Regions from separate parts of the Sus scrofa genome. Here region 2 is linked to region 1. The links are chromatin contacts, called in public HiChIP or PLAC-seq maps. All regions are on one chromosome and are shown on one strand. The core of a region is the stretch at or near the end of the contact, and the rest is flanking DNA. Distances in the headings are between cores, read along the strand shown.

Region 1 (4,473 bases), core at 875-3,374:
CTTCGGCAGACGGAACCCAGGAAGGATTCCCTCCGATCCACCGTAGATCATTCTTGCTGCATAAGGGTGTCACGTGTTTCAGATTCTCAGCTCTGCCAAATCAAGTTCAATACTGCACCTCCCGTGCTTCAGTGAGTTAGAATAGACAGAGTTGATTAAAAGCCATCCTTTCCTAATCCGGTCCTGAAACTGCCCCCTTTTTTAAAGAGGGGATTGTCTTTCTCCTAAGAAACAGCTTTGACCGTATTTTCACCCTATGTTGAGAGCTTCCAGGGGTTCTTGGACATTTGCACATAGGGCAGTCCCAAGAATTCTTGTCTCATGACCCATTGTGGCTCCACATGGAAGAGAATCTCCGAATTTTAATAAAAACCTGTGGTCCTACTTAGCTGAGCGCTGGCTTTCAAGTGCTTATTTTTTGGCACATTTCAGTTACCTGGTGAGACTTTTCACCAGGTAATTGAAACGTGTGTTTCCTGTTGGAGTTAGTGAGTTAAGGAGGTAAGAAATAGACGGAAACTAACTCGGGCTTCAAAGAATTTTCTGGTGTTGAAATCAGCTTAGGAAAAACGACCTTGTCTGACCCACCCACTTTTGCAAGCGGAGAGATTTCTAGTAAATCAATAAACTACCCGATGGGTGTAAACTAAGCCAAGCTCCCAACAGCCGGGCTCTTAATTTACTGGAAACCACTTTTTAAGACCGTACAGCCTTCTGAGGGCAGGGCAAATTCTGACCAGGCACTTGTTGGTAGATGATCAGATAACGAGATGTTATACATTGAAAGGATGAAGGTGAACCTCAGTTTCTGTGAAGTCGCTCCTTCATTCATCATTTCCGTCATGCTGTGTGCTAAGCCCTAAGCCCTCAGGACTCTGGGACCTTGAGACACAAGACCGCAGAAAACCCCCAGCTCCGAAGCTCCGTCTTAGGAAACATACACAGCGAGACAGCAGGGCACAACTGTCTTTCTCTCCTCAACATCTTTCATGAGAACAAAAATAGAAGATCTTTTCTGACACACATCTGTACATCCCTCGCTTTAGTCCGTAAAGATGAACACTGGCTGTGTTGCCACGGCAGCTGACTTGCCAGGGTGAATGCATGAGAAAGATATGGTCGCTGACCCCCAAGAAATTATCCTCTCATTGGAAAAAACGGTGGGTCCCGGGTACATGGAGGGAGGGTATGACTAAGTGGACTAGGGAGACGTCAGCTCTGTTGTGAAGCAATACCCTGGACAGGAACGCTGGCTGTCGGTAAAAGCTTTGGGCAGCCAGGTAAACTGGGCCGGATGCTCATCGGGGTTCCCTGCAGGCATTGCAGCCGGGTGAGAGATCTGAACGACCGTCCGGCGTGGAAGTAAAGCTCACACCCCGGCCAGTATTTCATCACCTGATATTTCTGAGCAGCAAGTGCATCCGGAAATGTACTTAGTGCAAGTTCCTGGCCTACAGAATGAGGGACGAGGGACTGGGCCTTGGCCGGCCCGTGATGCCGGCCCAGTGAACATCAGGGAGGCTATTTCACGGATTCCCAGTGTGAGCCGCCAGCAGGGTGAGCCGCTTCTTCAAAATTCCCCAGGGAACAGATGGGGAATTCAGTTTAAAGCCACACCTGGAGTTCCCCTGGTGGCTCAGTGGGTCAAGAACCCAACATAGTGTCCGTGAAAATGCAGGTTCGATCCCTGGCCTCGCTCCGTGGGTTAAGGATCTGGTGTTGCCATGAATTGTGGTGTAGGTTGCAGATGTGGCTCAGCTCCAGGGTTCCTCTGGCTGTGGTGCAGGCCGGCAGCTGCAGCTCTGATCGGACCCCTAGCCTGGGACCTTCCTTGTGCCACGGGTGTGGCCCTAAAAACCCAAATAATAGAAATAAAGCCTGTGTGTCTGAGGCGTTCTAAGCCCCTTGTTTCCCTCTTGCTGCGCTGACTCGATGTCAGGTCTGCGAAGATAGAGACTCTAAAGTGCAGTGCGTCACCAGTCAAGAGGCGGGACCGAGACACCGTCGAGAAAGAAACGGCAAAACGGGCCGTAGCCTGTTGCTACACATTTTGGCAGGAAATCACAGCTGAGCGTGGGAAGCTTCACTTGCAGAACAGGTAGTCGTGATGACTCAGAGCCTCGGGGACAGACTGGCACGGACCCCAGGCCGGGGGATTATTCAAAACCCAGGGATCCCTGGAAGTGACTGCTTCTTGGCAGTGGCATTTTTCCCCCTTGGCTGTGAAAGGTGAGAAAGCTTTGGCAAGGAAATGAGCAGAGGAGTGAATTCAGAGCAAGGGGCACAAGTGACTCACAGATTAGATGAACAAGGACACGGCCGCAAAGCGAGAGACGCAGCAGAATCTCTCTGCCGGCTGAAGGATGAGCAAGCCCCAGGTCATCCCGACCAACTCTCAGTTTAGGAAGACGCCGTGAAAAAAACCGTGTCTCTGGGAGCAGGCTTGTGGCTGCCCTGGGGGAGGGGCGGGAGGGGATGGACCGGGAAGTGGGGGTGGGTCGATGCAAACTCTTGCATTTCGAATGGATGGGCAGTGAGGTCCTGCTGCACAGCACAGGGAACTACATCCAGTCTGGGGATAGGACGTGATGGAGCATAATGTGAGAAAAAGAATGTGTGTGTGTGTGTGTGTGTGTGTGTGTGTGTGTGTGTGTGTGTGTGTGACTGGTCACTATCCTGTACAGCAGAAATTGAAGGATCATTGCAAATCAACTATAATGAACATGTTTTAAAAACAGTGTCTATTCTTCAATGCTTGAATCAGTTAGTTAAAAGGCTGCATTGTTTGATTCCTTGTAATATCTTGGAGCGATATTTTAATATTACTTCAAATAGAAGCCTAGAAGCCCCGTACTATTTATTTAAAGTCCATTTTCAAAATTCTTTTAAAAGTAATTACAGGAAATTATCAGCCTTTGTATCTTGCTGGCTGACACATCCTATAAATCACCCAATGTGTCACTTCTGATAAAGCCCATGTAATCATGTTACATGACAGGAACTGACGGTCATAAGTAGACATGATAATTTAATTTGGAAAAAGCTCAGACTCATGCAATTCCCTTTCAACTTTAGTTCAAAAACCCTGGTGAAACTCTACAGAGGGTTGGCATATTGATGTAACTTTGAAGAACATTTGTAACATTTTTTACTTTCAAACCCGAAACGTATCTCCATCTCATACTTGAGATATAAGCGCATACAAGTGTGTAGTATAAAATATTTATAGCAAACGTTAAAATAAAGAAATGATGTGATTATCCAGTGTGATCCGTTTTTACTGGGTTCACTCAGTAGTCAAAGTCTGTGTTGAGGAGCAGGGTATAGACAGGTGCCGGCCGTAGACCACTCTCTCGGCAGAGAGTGAGAACTGTCAATGACTTCGAGAAAAGTGGGGGCATTTGATGGAGAGAAGAAAGATACACTCAAAATTGTACCTCCTTCCCTGTGGTCACCAAACTTTCAACTTCACGTGCAAAATGAACACCACAGAAGCAAGAAACTGGATCTCTTGGACCGACCCTATAGCATATTGTTAGGAGAACTTGACGTGCTGAAGGCCGGATGGGGTGGAAGCGTCCAGCTCTGAATGCCAGAGGCTGGCACCTGCAAGGCACCTGTTAGAGCTTGGAAACATGACCAAGATGGGGAAGGCTTGGGCCAGCCCAGCTCTGACTCTTGTCCTCCCTTGGGCAGGCCACTCCGGTGGCTATCGCTGTCGTGCCAGAGCCTGGAGGTACTGCTCTGTGTGGGTTCCTGCCTCTACTCCTTCACGTGTCGTATTCAACCCACCCGACAATGTGGTACAAAAAGGGGCCTGTCTTATTTCTACTCTCACTTGCTTGCGGCCCCATATGTTTTATCTCTGCCTGTGAAAGTGGGGAGGTGTTAACCACAACACAAAGACACACTCGCATTCTACAGATTAGCTTGTCTGGATACACACACACATGCACTGGTTGTGTAATGCCATAGTAGGTCGTAGTAGAAAAATGCAGTCATCCATGGCTGACATTTGTGTGTGTGTGTGTGTGCACACAGGCACGCATCCTGCAACAGGTTGCTCCCTTCCATTCTTCCTTCTGCACAAGTTCAAAACCACGACACAGCTCAGTGCTTTCCAAAGAGCAAGTCAGAAGGAGAAAGAGGTGAGGCCGTTGGAGAGAAGGTCTGTTACCCACAAAACCTCCTGGGTTCCTCCCGGTTGGTGTCGTGGTGTTTGTTACCCAAGAAGATGATGTGCTGATTGTGTGGCAGGAGGTTTTCTTCTCACAGTTCGCTTAATCCAAATAATCCCTTCCCCCAGCACCCGAAAAGGATGAGGCTAGTTATCCCTAAAATTTATCTAAAACTATGTTCTCCCAAGTCTGAAGCAGGAAGATTTAGCTTTGAAAAATGGAATAAAATGTCTACTGAAAAAATCGCAAAACTGACAAGCGAATGAGGTATATGCATGTACCTGGTGAAATCATC
Region 2 (4,608 bases), core at 456-2,955, 310 kb after region 1:
TTTTGAGTTCTCCAAGGGTCAGTGATGGAAGTAGATTGCAGAAAATCTGTGCTTCCAGTTATTCCTTCTACTTTCTTCCTTCCCATTTCCAAGTAAGTTCTGCAGTGTAATTTCAGTCAAGTAGACCATTGCTTGACTGAGAGAAATTCTTCTGGTGTTTATATGTCTAGTCATTTATCCCTGCCGTAATATAACTCCTGTGTTAGCTATAGTCTTGGAATTACCTCAAATTTAAAGATTTTAGTTGTTTTTTCTGCTGAGGCTGCGCCTGCTGCTCACTTTATATGCGTAGGGTTGCCAGGTCACTGAATCATTAGCATGTTTTTTCCCTAAGGTCTAATCTAATATCTGGAGGTTGAACACTCTTGGATACTCTAAGACAGCTGTGGCCGCTACACTGTATCAACAAGAATATGGCAGATTGGGTAGATTATAAAGGCATACATTTATTTCTCATGATGGTAGAGGCCGGGAGTCAAGATCAGGGGCCTAGCAGAGTGGGATCTGGGGAGAACTCTTTCTGGTTGCAGATGCCAGCCTCTCATTTCATCTTCACATGGCTGAGAGAGCAGGAGAAGGGCAAAGCAAGCTCTCCCCAGACTCTCCTAGAGGCACTAATCCCATCTGTGAGTGCCCCACCCTCCTGACCCTGCTAATCCTAATCATCTTCCAAAGGCCCCTCCTAATACTGTCACATTGAAGGGCCGGATTTTGGGGGGACACAGACATTCAGTCCCTACATCTTTCAAACCGTGGTGCCTGTACATTTAATAAAACCATCAAGCCATTGCCCTTTGCATGACTCACAAGCACTAGAGAACAACAATTTTAAAAACTGAAATTTACTGCTCTGCAGGCATACCAGATCCTTTAGTGGGATGGAAGTGTGAGCTGGGAAGGTGTGAATTTAAAACATCCCAGTCATGCTGTGGTGGCGTATTGAAAATACGAGGGAATGGATATATCTTGGGAACAAAGTATCCAGGTTGGAGATTTTGGGAAATGACTGTTCTGTCTGATAGAAAAATGGTGTGATGAAAGCATCAGAAATGAAGGCAGTGTGTGCTGATGATGCTGGCCTTCAGGAGAAAGAGGAGGACTTGAAGAATATGCCCACATGAAATAATCTCATCTTCAACTTAGTTTTTGACCTCCCCAGGCTCACAGAGCAAGAGTGTTCCTTCTTTACTGAGAGATCAGAGCTTCTCTCCTTAGCATCTGGACTTCTGCATCAAAAAGGCCATTCTAAGAGTGCTGGATTGAGTATGGCCTTCTAACTGGAAGCTGCCTCATCCTACCATGCCCCTGTCAGTTCTCCAGACTCTCTCCATAGTTCTCTCAATTTGAACCAGTCTCTCAGACTTTGGATGTTCCAGAATCCACTTTCCAGCTGAGTCCCAACCACTTGGCTACCTTCCCCAATCTCACTTTGAGTTTCCTGGGAGACATGGGCCCTGACTGATGGGAATTGGGGCAGCCTGTCAGAACCCATAGTGGCGTCTAGTATCCGTGCAGCTGACATGTGCATTATTTAGAAACCACGGGGTATGTAAAATGGGAAGAGGTCCACTTGGCAGTTCAAATTGGCGCATGTCTGTCTTGTGACACTTCCTCTGCTTCCTGGAATAGAATTCAGCCCCTCTTCCAGAACCTCCTGCAGAATATGTGACTTGCATTTGCAGAGTCGGCCCTGGGGCGTTTCATAACTCTGCCTTGATAACCACGTGGTAACAAGATTCACATATTTAGCAAGCTAAGAGCTTGGGATGATAAGTGGTATTAATAACGCCTGTCTGTGCTCCGTATCGCCTGACTTGATCAAGTAAACGACTCCTCTCACCCTAGCATGTTGAGTACAATAGCTGATTAATGTGAAATAAATCCATACAGTTCAGAGGAAGCTTTTGCTGAACTGGAATGAACATTTGGCACATTTAGCTGTAATTGGAAGTGAACCTTTAACCAGCAGATCCCGTGAAGGGGGTGCTTCTTCCTAAGTGCGCTTGTGTCCTGGCCTAATCACGTGACACTGGACTACTTGGGTCTTCATTTTCTTTTCTTTTCTTTTTTTTTCTTAATGACAAGAGTAATACATTGTTTCGGGGATGAGTAAATTTTATTCATTATTGCACCTTTTTTTGTTGTTGTTGTTAAAACTTACTGCATAAATACTTGGAACCCTGAATTCCAGATGAAATGCCTGAGTTTCATCCGTACTGGCTGTAAACACTGGCCTACTGTTCATGTCTCCCTCTGGTGTAGGTCTGTACCCATCAGCGTCCATCTCTCTCTATATGGCTTTGGTTTTGCCTACCTCTCTTGGGATTCACTATCTTGTCCTTTTTATCATTCATCTTTATCATATGTCCCCCTTAAGTGGCTCTTGGATGTTTTCCCTGAAATTGCTTCTTGGGAAGCCCCCAGTAGCTCTCATCTCCATAATGGGCTTGTCTGGCTGTGGGCCGCCGTCCCGTCATCCCTGTACTGCTTCCTGGGAATGACCACATCCCAGCAGGATAGCCATAACAGTTTCTAGTACCACCCCCAGAACACCTACAGGGGGCAGGTAGGAAACAAATGCACAGTGGAGTTAGTCAGCTCTTTCCTCCTCTGGCTAAGGCTGCTGCCCAGAAGAAGGGTGACTTTGAGACACATGTGTCTTTTTGTGGCCATCAGCCTAGGCCCCTTCTCAGCAGCCCCTTGACCCCATGGTCAGTGAGTCTTTCACACCCGCAGTCCCTGGATGGAGCAGAGGAGGACTGGCACGGTGTCCCGCTCATGTGACCCCTGTCTTCCTGTGCAGCCTGCTCTCCTTTCTCCACTGGGCCCTGTCTTGTGGTCAGTGTGGTATCTGACCTGGGGTCAGCTCCCTTTTCCTGCTCTCATCACTCCCAAGTCCGGAGTCCTTACCTCAGCCCCCACTTCCCACATCCGGGCCCCACTTTCCCTTGGGCACTGTCCCCTCACCTGCAAATTGGACCCAACAAAGTCTCTTTAATTGGGCTGTTGTGAAGGTTTTAGGAGATGCTAAAAGCAGCTGTCGTATGGGGTCAGCAAACGTCAGTCACCTTCTTCTTTCTTCCTGCCTCCTAGTGGTACCTCCCCTCACTGTGTGCTCCAGCATCATGGGTCTTCACAGCTTCAGGCTTCCAGGTTTCCACTGAAAAACATTCCACTATCTGAATTTATCCATCATCTAATGAAGGACATCTTGGTTAGCTCCAAGTTATGGCAACTATGAATAAAGTTACTGTAAACCTCTCTTTAAAAAAATGGAAATGAATCTTTGTAGTGAAATGCAGGTGGCATTTAATCTTAGATGTCTCTTCCCACCTCCATACCCATGCATGTCCTTTTCTCCCTGGAAATGCTTTCAAATTGGTTTTTGTTTCTTTGTTTGTTTTTAGGGCTAAATGTGTGGCATATGGAGGTTCCCAGGCTAGAGGTTGAATCGGAGCTGTAGCCACTGGCCTACATCACAGCCACAGTAACACCAGATCCAAGCCGTGTCTGCGAGCTACACCACAGCTCACAGCAACACTGGATGCTGAACCCACTGAGCAAGGCCAGGGGTCAGACCCGTGTCCTCATGGATACTAGTTGGGTACATTACCGCTGAGCCATGATGGGAACCCCTCAGTTGGGCTTCAGATATTATAGAAAGAACTATAACTAAGGAAAGTTATTGTGGAGGGCACTTGCTGGGTGGGAGGAGTGGGTCTATCTTATTTGTCCTGGGGAGTTGGGGTTCTCCTCAGAGGCCTGGGGATCTCAACCCTGCCCCCAGATGAGTGCTGGACGCCCCCTTGGAGAGATGCTCACAGCACCTTCTTCATCCTGGTCCTGGCCTGGGTGTGACACAGCCCAGGTCTGCAAACCTCAAGATTCCTCGCAGGGACGGAGGCCCAGGGAGGTAGCCCTGTGGACGGGGAGTAGCTGCCATGCCTGTAGGCATTCTGTGGGCCAGTGCCATCTTCAGACTTTCTTTGCAGACCCAAACTGCAGCCCGGGGCCCACCAGCTCTCTAGGGTCTGCACAGGGAGCTCCAGAAGTTGAGGTGGATCTGAATCTGCTGGTCCTCTCCTCCTCCCCAGCCTCAGGCCAGTTCTCGTCTCTGCGTATGCCTCCCCCCCATTAAGCTCTGGGAACACAAACATTGGGCACAGTTCTCTTTCCTGTTCCCAGCTTCTCTCTCTAAGGGCTGCCTTCCACCTGCTGTCCATCCCTTGCTGAAGGGAGAAAAGCCTCTCTCACCCCCACTCCCACCACCAGCTTCTCTCCCTCTTCATCCACAGCCACACCTCGTGAAAGAGAGCCCTGGAGCCCGTTGCTCACTCCTCACTCACTTTTCATGTACTAACACTGCACGTCACTTCCCTCTTTAGGTCGTGAACTGGAAGGGGTGCCTCTTGCCCCAACTGCGCTTGCACTCAGCAGAATGCAGTCTGTCTGGTCGCCGTTCCTTCGCTTTTCCCCAGCATACGTTTCTGCTCTGGCCGCTCCGTTTGCTTCACCTTAGTCTCTTGTTCTGGCTTAGGCTTCTCTGCCTGACCCTCAACTTGAGACAAGTTCATGGCTGACGCCTCAGACTTCTCTGCCCATTTTCAC

The links. HiChIP or PLAC-seq counts read pairs in DNA pulled down with a chosen protein or histone mark.
Region 2: a contact with region 1 is called in an H3K27ac HiChIP or PLAC-seq map of alveolar macrophages. The contact joins two enhancer-like sites. A contact is called at or near these places in 1 of 47 Hi-C or Micro-C datasets (embryonic fibroblasts) and 1 of 2 datasets of contacts at active chromatin or transcription factors (alveolar macrophages).

The regions. Positions count from the first base shown.
Region 1 is chr10:66,247,082-66,251,554 of Sscrofa11.1, forward strand. No RefSeq gene overlaps it. Among named protein-coding and RNA genes, the nearest start is that of KLF6, 240 kb to the right of the region's middle. Within about 2 kb of position 2,125, at least 17 of the 83 cell types and tissues checked have an H3K27ac peak or open chromatin away from gene starts, as enhancers often do. A contact at or near this core is called in alveolar macrophages, where this site is marked.
Region 2 is chr10:66,558,751-66,563,358 of Sscrofa11.1, forward strand. The region is part of intron 1 of LOC102157904 (a long non-coding RNA gene); the gene reads left to right. Among named protein-coding and RNA genes, the nearest start is that of KLF6, 73 kb to the left of the region's middle. Within about 2 kb of position 1,706, at least 13 of the 83 cell types and tissues checked have an H3K27ac peak or open chromatin away from gene starts, as enhancers often do. A contact at or near this core is called in alveolar macrophages, where this site is marked.